2 separate regions of the Mus musculus genome follow, and region 1 is linked to region 2. Evidence: chromatin contacts called from public Hi-C data. All regions are on one chromosome and are shown on one strand. Each heading gives the region's core, a stretch centred on a gene start, on an enhancer-like site or on the middle of the called end of the contact. The rest is flanking DNA. Distances are from core to core; before and after follow the strand shown. Region 1 holds the start of Chrm4 (cholinergic receptor, muscarinic 4). Region 2 overlaps Ambra1 (autophagy/beclin 1 regulator 1).

Region 1 (6,925 bases), core at 2,962-5,461, 130 kb before region 2:
CTCCACCATGTCCAGCCACGTGGACATTTCTTAACCAATCGTGGCCAAGGGAGATTTGTTCTCCCATTCCTACACTGTCGTCGTCATCATCACCACCACCACCACCATCATCATCATCGCAGCCAGCATAGATTGTCTACTGAGTTCCTGCACTCTGTGTTTCCTCACAACCGAAGGCAGATATTGAGGAAACAGGCTCAGAGGTGTTAAATAAGGTTCCACATTTCCTTGACATCCTGTGGCTGCTCCAGTGCATTTGGGAGCAAGGAGAGCAGTCAAGAAAGACACAGGACCTGATGGTTCTAAGGGCTAGGGAGGTCACGCTAGCGACCAGAGGAGGTGAGGTGGGAGCTGGGACACCTGGAAGAGGAAGAATAGGAAAGGGACTAGAGAGATGACGCAGGAAGTTCAGCTTCGCCTGCCCAGCCCAGTCCCAGGGGTGAAGAATGGACAGAGTGGGGGCTGTTAGATCCCCAGCAAAGAAATCAGAAGCCTGAAAGACACAGCAGCTGAAGAAGGGTCTATTTGATTTCCCAAGAACTAAGGACAAGCTCCCTCGTGGAGCCAAAAGATGAGGGAATTACCCCGGAGCCAGCCTAAGAGTTCACATCCCACACAGAGGATGACCCAGCTAAAGTCCTACAGAGCCCCTCCCCAGAGTTTGCCTTCCCTCCCACCAGGCTCCCTTCATCTCTCCTCCTCCCCTTCCTCTTCCATACATGTGAGGGAGGCCCACGCCCAGCACGCTGTGCCAGGGCAGCCGCTCAGCCCAGCCTCCTTCACACCCGCCAACACACAAGCATTCCACATACGCACAAAGGCACCATCTCAGCCACACGCAGGTCGTATACGCAGTCCTGTGCGTCTGTGTGTGCATCTGTGTGTGTGTGCGTGCACGCGCGTGCATGCGAGCCTGTGTGTGTGTGTAAGAGGAAGAGAGGGTGCAGCAGCCAGCTGTGGAGGAACAGGCGCCAAGTCTGCAGCTTGGGTTCAATAGTAGGCCAGCAAGGTCTAGCTGTACAGTCCGAGGAGAACCATTTGCCCTCTGAGAACTAGTTCTGTCATTTACAAAATAGAGGATCTTGTCCCACTATGGCCTTTGAACAGCCAGGGGACCCCCTTAGCACCTCAGCTTGCTCTCCAACTGGAAATGGCACCAGCCAAGCTTGGGCCAAGCTCTCCAGCTCCAACACAAGAGATACAAGAGATTGCCTTCTGGCTTCAAAGTTAAATCCACTGGTCAAAGGAAGACAGGAGGAAGTGGGGTAGTGACACTCCAAGGTCACCCAAGGAGTCAAGGGCAAAAGACAGATCAGTTCTTTCAAGGGACTCCACAGTGGTATTCAGCTCCAAAATGGGGCCTTAAGCATCAGATGCTTGGAGGGTAGCATCAAGCATAGAGGCTGTTCTCCCTACCTCACCCCACCCCAAATACCCACTGGCAGGGACAGGGACGAGGCAGTAGGGGAGCCATTAGCATGCACCAAGGAAACCTTCACTTTAGTCTCTCAGGACCAGAGCACAGCCAGCAGCCAGCAGGATAAGAAGATGAAGGTGGGGAGGTGGGGGGCAAGATGTGTGAGCTAGGAAAAATACAATCTCTCTTGTTTATTGAGTCAGAAGCCCCTCAAAGTTTACTGCCTATAGCACCCAGACAAGGTAAGTACTATTGGTAACCTCCTCTTACAGACATAAAAGTCCTCTTACCGAAGGGCATCGTGATAATGAACCTGATCAAAGTCATCCATTCGTAAGAAGGGGAGGGTCTGCGACACTTTATCTCCAAGATATTCCCCAAACCACACAGGATAGAAGCCCCCCAAGATGCATCTTAGATGTGGAACCCTCATATTCCAGTTCCCTCACTTGGGTTTGACCTTTTGTCCTCCTGGGACCAAGAAACAGCCTTGACAAGTAAATGACCAGATGAATGGTGGGTGGTTTGGTCTTCCCGGAGCCCCGACAGATGCAGACTGGGTAAATTCAGTTTTCTCAACTTGGTCCCAGTTTTCTTTCTAGACTTCTCTGATAGTCTCTCAGATGTTCAGACCACAGCACCTTCAGGCACAATTCTCTGCCTCCCCCCCCCCCCCAAATCCCGCCCATCTAGAATCCGAGAAGGCAAGCAGCCATCACCCTGGCCTGTGAGCACCGCTAGATGGCAATGTCGGTCCCCGGTGCCAGCTCCGGACCCCGAGCCGGAGGTTCACCACGTCAAGTCCCAGAGTAAACCGCAAATACAGAAAAGCGTCAGGGCAGGGCTTCTCCCACAAAGGAGCAAAGGGAGGGAGATACTGCCTGTCTCCGTGGTCCCAGGTTGCCACAAAGGTCCCTTAGGTTCGGCCAGGGTTTCGAGGATGAAAAACTTTAGGGCGTCGGGATTCCACCCGCACCCCGCAAGGCACCCATCAAGGAACGTGTAGGTGGGAAAACGAGTGCGAGTTGTGTTTGTGTGTGACTACTCGGGAGCTCGAGTAGACACTAGTAGCTGTTTGCATGTGCCAGTGTGCGCCCCGCCACGCCTGGATACCGGTGCGCCTTTGAACGTGTGAGCATACCAGCGCCATGTGGACACGTGCGTGTGCATGTGTGTGCGTGTCTGGCCATAGAGCTTGGGTGGCCGTAACCGCGAATTTGTGTGCGGGAGCAAATGCTGGACTATCAGCGAATGACCAGTTCCCATGGCGGGAACCACCGGCAAGCGCCCGGTCTGTGGGTGGGGAAAGGGTTGAGAAAGGAGCAAAATTTGGGCTGCGAAGAAACCCTGACTTTGGAACCATTATCTTAGTGGCCCCAGGCACCTGGTCCTAACTGCATCGTCAAGAATGGAGAGCGTGCAGTCCCAGCAGTGGGCTGACTTCTGTCGAGAAGCCTCTGCGATAGTCGTCGAGCCGTGAGGGTCACCGAGCTCAGTTTGATGTGCCCTACGCATTGAGGGCAGGGGTAGAGCCTCCAAACGGGGAGCCCAGTCGAGGCCTGGGTCAGGAGGGTAAAATTGTTCTTCACTCTTCAACCCGCAACCCCTGGAGAGGCCCTGTCTAGTCCTGTCAGTCAAAATAGGCACCGAGTTCCCAAGCTGTGGGCTCAGGTCTATCTCAAAGACAATCTCGGGGCTTACCCTTGGGCCCATCTCCCGGCTCCATCACGTCTGGGTCCTGGTCGAAAGGGCCAAGGTTCTCCGATGCCCCGCCCTCCCATCAACCCCCAGGCACGCAGTTCCTGTAGTCTCTGGGCGTGGGCAATGTGCTTCCGCGGGTTCTCGAGCCCCTACCCCTGCTGGGGACAAGTCGGGAAAGGGTGCTCTGGGCGCCCGTGGGGTAGATTTTCGATTATTAAGTGATCACTTCAGGAAAGCTATGGCCCCCAGGACTGTTCCTGAGGCGGAGAGAAGCCTCTGTACTTTAGGGGAAGAGAGAGGGGTGCTGGATATTGGGCCAAATCATTGTGCCTAACACTTCCTCTAAGAGCTGGGAGGGTGGAGGGCTGGGAGATGTATCTCCCCGGATGAGTAAAAGAGAGGGTACTCCTGGAGAGGGGGAAGGGAAACAGGAGAGAACAGGGGTGTTTTCCGTCGGGGCTCAAGGTCGCGGACAGAGGACTCCAACGGGCTAGAGCGTACTGGAGGCTCCCGGTGGGCCAAGGTGGGAACGGAGGGCAGGGAGACGGGCGGGAAACGGGCGCTTTGGGGCTTCATCTTCCGGCGCCTTGAAGAAGAGCCAACGGGAGGGAGTGAGGGAGTGTGGGTCCTGACCCGACGGCTGCTCTGCTTCGGGGTTGGGCTGTGGGCTGGGACTATTCCTCCCCTAGCCTTCTCAATGATCACCAATCCCTAGAGGTTCACCTAGAGAAACCTTTTAGAGACCTGGGGTCCTTCTTCCAGAGGGGTGCCCCATCTCTGAGCTCTCCGCCCCTTCCGCACCGCGCTTGCCTTTCAAAGGGGTCTGGGGCCCTGTTCCAGCCCGACCCACCTCTGGAGACCTTCAGGGGGTCCCAGAACCCTACATCCTCATCTTGCATAGAAGCCCCCCGCCCCCGCGATTCCGCGGAGTTACTCACCCGCTGCTTCTGTCTTGCTCCGCTGGCGCCGGACAGACGGCGGAACTAGCCAGAGGCCCTGCGAGTCGGTGGGGTGGGCGACTGGGCCGGGGGCCGGGGGCGGGGACAGGGTGCCAAGGGGCGGCCCCTGCTTCGCCTGCAGCTCCCGGCGCTGTGGCTCCGACTCGCGCTCACGCTCGCACTTTTCTCCGAGCCGCGTGATGTCACAGGGAAGCAGCCAATCGTGGTGGGGACGCACCGCCCGCCCGGGGCCGGTCACCCAGCGGCGACGCGCGGGGGTCACCACCTGGAGTGTCAGGCACCCTTGATGCTCACACCCTTCCCGGGAGATGGCCCGCAACTCCGGACTCCAGCACCGAGGGCACCGCCCACAGTCGCCAGGGAGGATTAGCCTCCGGCTCTGCCCTCCGGGGGGTGGGGTGGGGGCTGTCCGCGTTGTCATGGGGACTAGGCGCCCCCTCGCGGGCTGGGGAAGAACCAGGCGGCCAAGCTTGGCTATGAGCCCCGCCTCCGCCCTAACCACGCACTCTGGACACCGAAGTGTTTTCGAACCTCTCCACGGCTTGTAGCCCCTTCGTCGTTCCGCCTGAGGTTAAATCCTGGTCTTGAGGGTTTGGCCCCAACAGGCCCCTGGTGTGCGGCGGGGCAGATCTAGCAACGTGCTTCTGTCGGGACAGAGCGCTGCCTGATAGCCGCTGGACAGCCAAAAGACTGCAGCCGTCGGGGCCTGGGGAAGAGCAGGTGAGACTGGACAGGCGAGCATCTACCCTGGCTAAAGATCTTGTCACTCTCCACGCCCGGGAAGGGACGCGCATTAGCTGTGAGACTGAAGATGGCACGAGTCTCCTATCCAGCCGCGAATGAGTTCATCGCTGCCTATGTGGGGAAGCCAGGTGCCCAAGGTCACCTGGGACAGAACAGGCCATGAAGGAAAGTCCAGTCTCCTAGACCTCCCGCAACAGTACTAGGCTAAGGCCCAAAGTAGGCAGGTTCAGCACCTCGGACAGCCCCACACGTCCTTGGTGCGAAGGCCAGTTGCTCAGATCAAGCACCCGCCAGCCAGGGTTGAATGCACCCCTTCGCGCCCGGGGTCCTGAGTACCGGTCACCCACAAAGCTTCTTGAGTGTCAACAGCCAATTAACTTTAAGCCGGCTGACTTCTTGGAAAAACCACCTGAGTCTCAGCTCTCCTCTACTCTCCTGCAAGGGCTGGTAGGGGCTCCTGGGGACAGTGGTAGTGGTAGGGATAGCTTTGTAACGACAGAGGAGTTAGGAACAGAGAATGAATGAGTGGAGACTTGAGCTAGAGTCCGTGAGAGAAGGCTCCTGGTTCAGGTTTCTCCATGCTGAAGAGAGGGACGTCAACATTGGACAAAGTTGAGGGCAGGCTAGTGTGAGAAGCCATCTTCCCTCCCATGGGCGCTTTGGTCTTCCATGATCCTCTGAAGGAAAAAATGAAGGAAGTGCTATTGTTCTTGCCCCCACTTCACAGGAGAGGAGAGGCTCAGTTGTTACCGACATCTTCCACTTTACCATATCCCCCTCCCTGGGGGCCAGGAGCAGGGTGCTCTTGGGAGAGTGAAAGTGTTGTGTGTATGGGAGAGGGCAGAATGTTAAGCCGTCAAATGAGGAGACTTGTTAAGGACAGGAGGGTCCAGAAAACAAAAACGCCTCCAACCACGGGCAAAGCCAATGCAATCTGTGAAGCCTGGGCCTTTACCTCACCCACCTACATCTCAGAGCTCACGGGTGAACTCTGGAAAGCTGAGCTGGAACTAGGGGACCCAATTTAGTCTCTCTGCTTTCTTTGTTCTAACTGGGTCTTGGAACGCTTTCTTAAGGGACTACCAGTCTTTATCCTGCTGACACCATGTGGTTGTAATGTGTAAGGGGTCCTGCAAAGGCTTACCACTAAGGAGGCTCTCCCTGGATGTGGACTTCCTAAGGAACTGGTGTGGAGACAAGGTATGACTAACCAATCAGAACGGGTAGTTAAGGCATGCTCACTTTTAGACCACTATATCACAAACCCTCTTTATATCCTGTTTGCAATCAACTAGAGAGCATGTTCGGTTTCCCCTGTGCCTTGACTTCTGTGTTGATGACAGACCCAGCTGTGTGTACCTTGGCTGTTAGTCACGTGGTCCTGATAACTGAAGTCATTACTTGAGGGGTTTTGATGGGGGTAGATCAAGCACACTTAGCACATTGTTTACACTCAAGAAATTCAGAGTCTCTCCTGTCAAACCAAGGCATACATCTGTTTGTAGTAGAATAAGCTTGGCAGTGGGTGTCCTTCCACCCATCAAATATTTTAATTCAACTTCTTTCCCTTAAAGGAAGGCAGGTCTCAAGATGCCTGTACTCTGCGAGTTGCAGTGGTTTGATTGATTTTATGGGTCTGAAAGTAAATTGAAGGAGTTCCGTAGTACACTCCTGCAAGGAAGGTCAAGGCACAGAAAAGGCAAGTGGCTTGTCCAAAGTCACACAGCTAGTGGATGTTTACTGACACAATCCACTGGCAGTACCCTACAGTGAACTGCAGATACAGTTCACAGTACCTCAGTTTGCATTACTTGCTTGGCCATTTTTGTTTTCATCTTTGTTGTGTCAGAACCTGTAATTCTCACCATCCCCACCTCCACCCAGTATCCTACCTGTGGTAGTCCAGCTGCTGGCAGTTCCTTGGATTTTCTACTATACTTTAAAGAAATATTTTTATGTATATTGGTGTTTTGAATGTTTATCTGTATGAAGGTGTTGGATCCCTTGGAACAGGAGTTAAGACAGTTGTGAGCTGTCATGTAGGTGCTGGGAATTGAACCTGGGTCCTCTGGAAGAGCAGCCAGTGTTGTTCTCTGCTGGGCCA
Region 2 (7,013 bases), core at 793-3,292:
AAAGCAATAGCCTCCTTATGCCTAAAAACTCAAATTTAAATGCTGTACCTTGGCAGAGCAAGTTTCCAGTGAAATTTCCCTTTCCTTTTGGATATTTTATTCAGATGTTTTCATACTTTAATCTCAGAACTCCTTCAAAACCATGGAGCCAACAACTTTTTAAAAATATGGGATCTACTAATACTTAAAACCTTATTTCAAATTATAAATGGTAAGAGCACATATTCTCAATTAGTGATCAGTTATATAATTACATTATATGCCATGTGGTCTAGGAAACCCCACAATACCTCCGTGAAAGAATGTAGTGAAAAGACAAAGGACATCTCAACATTTAGAAAAGGCTCTAGAGGGCTGGTGAGATGGCTCAGTGGGTAAGAGCACCCGACTGCTCTTACTGCTCTTCCGAAGGTCCAGAGTTCAAATCCCAGCAACCACATGGTGGCTCACAACCATCCGTAACAAGATCTGACTCCCTCTTCTGGTGTGTCTGAAGACAGCTACAATGTACTTACATATAATAATAAAAAAAAAAAAAAAAAAAAAAGAAAAGGCTCTAGACTTCTGGAGTTCCCGACTATACTTTGAGAACTCCTGTTACAGATAAACTATACACTGCTGCATATAAAAATCCTTTGCCAGGCGGTGGTGATGCACGCCTTTGATCCCAGCACTTGGGAGGCAGAGACAGGAGGATTTCTGAGTTCGAGGCCAGCCTGATCTACAAAGTGAGTTCCAGGACAGCCAAGACTATACAGAGAAACCCTGTCTGGAAAAACCAAAAAAAAAAAAAAAAAAAAAAAAAAAAAAATCCTTCAAAACTCACTTCTAGCTTCTCCTGCCAAAAGTCCACTCTCTTAATACTCCACAGTATTTGGTAACTCTCTTAAGAGACAGAGATCTCCTGGGGCGGGGCATAGAGGTGAACACTTTTTATTCCAACACTTGAGAGGGAGAAGTGGAGACAGGTAGATTTCTGTGAGTCAAGACTAGCCTGGTTCATATCGTAAGCTCCAGGCTATCCAGGGCTACATAAACAGGCTCTCTTTTTAAAAAAACAAAAAAAAACAAAACAAAACCAGACCTTCTCCCTGCGGTTATTTATAAACATGTCTGTGTCGGCTTTTAGACTTACAAGCTACATAAAAGCTGGTATTGGTTCCAAGTCATCTTTTTATCACCATCAAAATTCACATCCTAATTAACATGTAATAGGAGACAAATAAATATCCACGCTTATGAATCAGCAGGCAGTCTAACTAGACTGGGAAGAATAAGAAAGAAAGCATATCTGATTGTTCTTTACTGACCCCATGAGTCTCAAACAAGGATGTGAGATGTCAAAAAATGCACACTAAAAAAATTCATGAAGGAAGGTTTTTAAAAACTGCTTATACATCATCCTTTATCCTTTTGGTCACTTAGGCCCTGAGGTTAAAGTGCTGACACAGTTGTCCTAATAAACATAATAAGCCTGATCCCTTGGAGGTTCATTAAATCATAAAGTCAGAAGCTGGCTTCTTGCCTAGGAAATGACCGTTGATGCTCCTAGACTATAAGTTCTCAAGAGACCTCTTAAAGAAACAGGGCAATGTTTGGAGGGGATAAAGAGGCAGTAGGTCAAAGAATCTTGGATGTAATGTTGCTTGCTAGATTTCTTAATCTTGCTCTGTAAGCCCCAGATCTCTGTCTCAGCGCATGCCCAGAATGGGAGATGACAAGTCTTTATTCTTTGTAAAAAAAAAAAAAAAAGAAATAATAATTGTGTGTTCTGAAATGACACCTCTATTATGATTTCCAAGTTGACATCTCTGATTTAAAGCAGAGGCATCAAAGCCTCCCTATTTCACACACTAGCAATTATCATTTAAGTTATCCAATGATAGGCATTCATCTGATCACTGTAGGGCCCCGTAGTTCTAGGGGTGCACTCAAGAGTACATGGTGCAGTTGCCAACAGAACCGGACAGACAAATCCTGTCCCTGCTGTGAGGGAGACCAAAACAGGTCCACAGCTGAAAGGGTAATAACATGGGGAGGGATGATGTGGGAAGGCAACCAGACATACTACAGAGAGAGCTCATGATGTCTGTGGTATGGAACAGCTTTATTTTATTATAACCAAGCTTAAACAAACCAGGACATGCAAAACAATGCCTTTTACCAGAAAAGCACAAAAACCATCTTTACCAAGCAGTACTGTATTCTGCAATACCTCTGGGTAATGAGCAGCAGACAGTGAAACATCAGAGCACAAGTAATCTAGCACAACATCTGTACCTAACTCACAATCATGATCTAGATAAAGTTAGCCAGACCCCTTTGGGAACATCTGACCCACTCCTCTTTGATAGCTGGCTTTGTAATAAATCCTCCACATATTATAATATAGCTATGAAACTTCCAATGTATAATGAAAAAATCACTTTTGTCTACATTTAACTCAAAGGTACAAGCTGAGGTATACAATATCTCTGAGAAACTTGGGAGGGTTGTTCACAGACCCCAGACCAGTTTTAGAATCAGGAATTTAAATCAGAGACTTTTTCACTAGATGTTACCTAAGAGCAGAACTCTGAAAACAGCCTGGTATACAGTAGTTCTATATATTCACATGCACATCTCACAAGCTGCAGCTGGAATGTACCTTACTTATGAGGCAACATATACGGGGGGGGGGGGAGGGGGTTGCGTGCATCCTAACTTGTTCCCCTAAAGTCATAAAATGATTTATAGAACTCCACAACTATGACTGCTGGGTTAACTTGATTCATATAAATCCTAAAAAATCTACCTCAAAACCCATTAATTCTACAAAGAACATGTCGATAGAACCAATACCAAGAAACATGTAACTATCTCCTAAGCTAGTTTTTCACATCTTTATTACTAAACTAAAGATTTAAAAATGCTTGACTAAGGCCAGTCATTAAAAAGTAATAGCCACTGGGTGGCACCTTTAGTCCCAGTACTCAGGAGACAGAGGCAAGGGGATTATTATGAGTTCCAGGACAGCCAGAGCCACACAAAGAAACCCTGTCTTTAAAAGTTAATAAAACAAGACAAAACAAAAACAAAACAATTCAGAACAAGGCCAAAATAAATGAGAGGGGGAAAAAAAAAGAGTAACAACCAAGACTGGAGAAGTAGTTCAGCAGTTAAGAGCACTTCATGCTCTTCTAGAGGACCTGAGTTTCATTCCTGCATGGTGGTTTGCAACTATCTATAACTGTAGTTCCAGGGGATCCAATACTCTCTTAAGGCCTCCAGGCATGCACATGGTGCACAGTTATACTTGCCAGGTAAACACCCATATACATAAAATACTGTGATAAAACATCTTTTAAATAGCAGGCTTTGACTTGACCTTCACATAGTTAAAATACTATATAATGAGAAGTAAAATCTTTAGGCCCAAACCAGAAAGGCAAGGAGAGGAAGCAAATAGAGCCTTACAAGAGATGTAAAAGAAAGCAGGGTAGGCTGGGTTTTATTAGCCATCACAGGGTCAGCTTTTCCAGCTCACATCCTCATGTAACAAGTTAGTCCTTGACCTAACACAGAGCTGGGAGTACAGGCCATTTTTTTTTTTTTTTTTTTTTTTTTTTTTGGTATCTGGGGTTCTGAGGGCTTCTCTTGGTGGCAGCTGACTTTGGCAATCTGCCTCCTGGATGTTCTACTTGCCCTTCCACCCTGTTCTTGATTAGCAACCACATAAATCCGGACTCAGCACCTGAGAATCCACTGGAATAACTTCTCTACCATTTCCCTCTGTCTAGACAACATGAAATTGTCATAAGAGACACCTAAAGTACAATTAGTAGAGAAACTGCAATTTCCACTCTCCTCCTCCGTTCCCCAAAAGAACTGCACATTAACGTCCTCCACCATGTCAATCATACAACCCTGATGAAGATTAACTCTGAGGAGTCTGGAAGCCATTTCATTTCCAGCTTGCTAAAAATTTTATAGTCCCCACTATAATTAGAACATGTAAATTGCTTTCTTTTTACTAGCACTAATGGCTATAATTGAAGTGATCTGAATGTCTACTGAATGGATACCTGTGTAAAAAAAAAAAAAAACTTCATAAATACCACTTTATCCAGCTGCATTTTATTTAAGAAAATCACAAACAAAAGAGAAAAGACAAAGTGGGGGCAATGAAAGGCATGAAGCCACCAGAGCTCTGGCTTCTGTAACTACCCTAAGAAGATACTTTGAAGCCACTGCCAGTTCCTTTCAAGATGCCTCAGTAAGAGAGCAGACAGATCAAAGGACAACAAGCCATGAAACACTTTATCAGTGTTTTCTGGAGGAGGGTTCCCCAGGGGACACTTGACGATTTCTGTAGACATTTTTGGTAGTCGCAACTGGTTTGGGGGAGTGTTACTTATGTAACAGCAGGAGTACTACTAAACACCCTTCAAAGACTGAGACAGCCTCCCACAGTGAAGGGTTATCTAACCCAAATGGCAAGACTGCTGTTGTTGCTAAACCTCTTTGACATATTTTAATGGTCTGAGTTTAAGCAACAGAAATTCTAAACAACAAAAATGGGTAGAAATCTGGGATCCAAGTTTCAGAATTAGGCAGATTGCAGCTTAAGCTCTATCTTGTATCACCACCTCTTAGGCTATGCAACCTAAGAATTTATTCTTAGTTTCCACATTTGATGGGAAATCCCCATCTCATAAATTTTTATGATGAAATAAGAACACATGTAAGGCTGGAATGTAGCTCAGAAATAGAGTGTGGTTGAGTCTAGCATGAACGGAGGCCCTGGATTTAATGTCCAACATAAACCAACCAACAAACAATACTAAGCAAACATGAATGTGTAGTCCAATATTCAGCCAATTTTTTTAGTTCTTTGGATTATAAATATATATATATATATATCAGGAATATAAAATGTCCTGCTTATTCAACTCATAATGTCTAAAAGGGGTTTGGTCAGAAATATATTTTGAAGATTAATACTATAAAGGTTAAATATAGGAACATAAACCATAAGAATCACACATACCACATCCAAATAAAGTTTTGTAATAACAGTCCATCCAGCCACTAATATACACTATAAATACCAAGTTCTTGCTATTGGAGTATCCCTTAGGACCAGAAATGTTCCTAATTTTGGAGGTTTGAAGATTTAGGAATATTTGCATAGATTATGGATTGAAGAATCTCACATCTGAGAATTTGGGAAGCAGAGGCAAGGAGAGCTCTTGAGTTCAAGGCCAAGAAGGTCTACAGGGAGAATCCCAATACAGTCAGGGCTACACAGAGTACCACTGTTTCAACCCCTCTCTCCAAATTTCAAATCTTAATTATGAAATTTTTGCCATTTTTGTTTTTGTTTTTTTTTCCTGAGACACAAGTTTCCCTAGTTAGTTCAAGTTGACCGTTGGCTCAAGATCCTCCAGGATTCTCCAAAAATACATTGAAACAAACAAATATGGTGGCAAATACATATCTATAATCACAAAAAAACTGTGGACAAAGAAGAAAGCTAGCTAGAGACAGTGGCCCAGAGAAGGCACTTCAGAGTATCTGAAAGTGACCCAGGACTCAGTACTAAATGCACACAGTTAGGTGGAGATTTAAGATGCTAGTGAGATGTGAGATGCATACAGAAAACTTGTGTGAGAAATGTGACATGAACTCCCTAATCTTTTCTACAGCCTGGTTACTTGAGCTACAAACGTTCCTCCTGCCCCAGTGTATTCTTTTCTAGTAAACTGTCTTTCTTTTTGCTACTATCCACCTGTTTCTCTCCAAATCCAGTTCTAAGACAGTGAACCAGGATCTCATTCAAAGGTGCCTCTCAAACCAAAGCTGCTGGTAAATAATATCCTAAATAACCAAGACTCGGTGCAATCCTATCGAAATCGAAACTCCCCACTCTTTTTTAAAAAAGAAACAAAAGAGTCTGAAGTACCTTAAATTGTCAAGAAAATACTGAGAAAAGAAACAAAGAACAAATGGTCTCACATTTCTCAATTTCAAAAGAAACTGCAAACCTACCAGAATCAAGGCAGTACGGGAAAAACTTATGTAAAGACCCATATAGACTATTAAAATAGAATGGAGAAAAAAAATAAATGTTTAGGTATAAAAAGGCAAAATGATCCCTAACAAGGCCACCAGGAGCACACACACAGTGCTGGGAAAACTGCAGAGATGAGCCCTGACATTACATAACCTAGAGAAGCAACTCAAAATGAGGTAGATTAAATCCAACAACTGAAACTATGAGATTCCTAAAGAAAAGCTTCTCGACACGAGAAGAGCTGATAATTTGTTATATATGACATCAAAAGCACAAGCAACAAAAGCAAAAATATACAAAGAGTACTGTTAGCTCGTGCTCTAACAGCAACCCCCAACACACCACACACACACACACACACACACACACACACACACACACACACACACACACACACAGAGAGAGGTTCAGCCATCTATTTCCAATAAATAACAGTAGAAAACAGGAAAAGAAGATTTACTCAACATCCCCACACTGGGAAGAAGAGCAAAAAGGTTCAGTGACCCTCACCCTAGTCCAGTGGGTCGCGACTCCTCTGGGGGTCAAACAACCCTTATACAGGTCAACCAAGACGGCTGGAAAACACAGTTACACTATGATTCATAATAGTAGCAAAATTATAGTTATGAAGCAGAAGCAAAAGCAATTTTATGGTTGGAGGTGACCAAAACATGAAGAACTGTTTTAAAGGGTCATGTCATTAAGGAGATAGCCTACATTTGGGATCCTAACAACACTACACAAAGAGCTATAAGCAACTAAGGAAAGCTGGAAGCAGGAGAGGTGGTCTTCCCAAAAAAGAACACACCAATTGGTTGTCCAGTGCCAAAAGGTCAGCCATGAAAACATACGTACAAGTAACATGATATGGACTGAGTTATATTTAGAAAAAATACACACACACACACACACACACACACACACACACAGTGCTGTAGTTAGAGAAAGTGAAGTTCTC

Evidence for each region. Hi-C and Micro-C count contacts between places; a contact is called where the count stands out from the background.
Region 1: a contact with region 2 is called in a Hi-C map of the N1E-115 cell line, with 6 times the contacts expected there. The contact joins the promoter of Chrm4 here to the enhancer-like site in region 2. A contact is called at or near these places in 22 of 39 promoter capture datasets (the 3T3-L1 cell line, 3T3-L1-derived adipocytes, the C10 cell line and 15 more), 5 of 15 datasets of contacts at CTCF or cohesin (CD8 T cells, embryonic stem cells, large pre-B cells and 2 more), 149 of 484 Hi-C or Micro-C datasets (the 3T3-L1 cell line, 3T3-L1-derived adipocytes, the 63-12 cell line and 90 more), 31 of 115 datasets of contacts at active chromatin or transcription factors (the 230-238 cell line, CD8 T cells, T-cell acute lymphoblastic leukemia and 22 more) and 5 of 9 other capture datasets (adipose tissue, embryonic stem cells, liver and 2 more).

The regions. Positions count from the first base shown.
Region 1 is chr2:91,919,475-91,926,399 of GRCm38.p6, reverse strand. It overlaps Chrm4 (cholinergic receptor, muscarinic 4), which reads right to left and starts at 4,211. Exons shown (of 2, transcript NM_007699.2): 1 at 4,057-4,211.
Region 2 is chr2:91,789,185-91,796,197 of GRCm38.p6, reverse strand. The region is part of intron 7 of Ambra1 (autophagy/beclin 1 regulator 1); the gene reads right to left. Among named protein-coding and RNA genes, the nearest start is that of Ambra1, 63 kb to the right of the region's middle. Within about 2 kb of position 2,042, at least 6 of the 459 cell types and tissues checked have an H3K27ac peak or open chromatin away from gene starts, as enhancers often do. A contact at or near this core is called in the N1E-115 cell line, where this site is marked.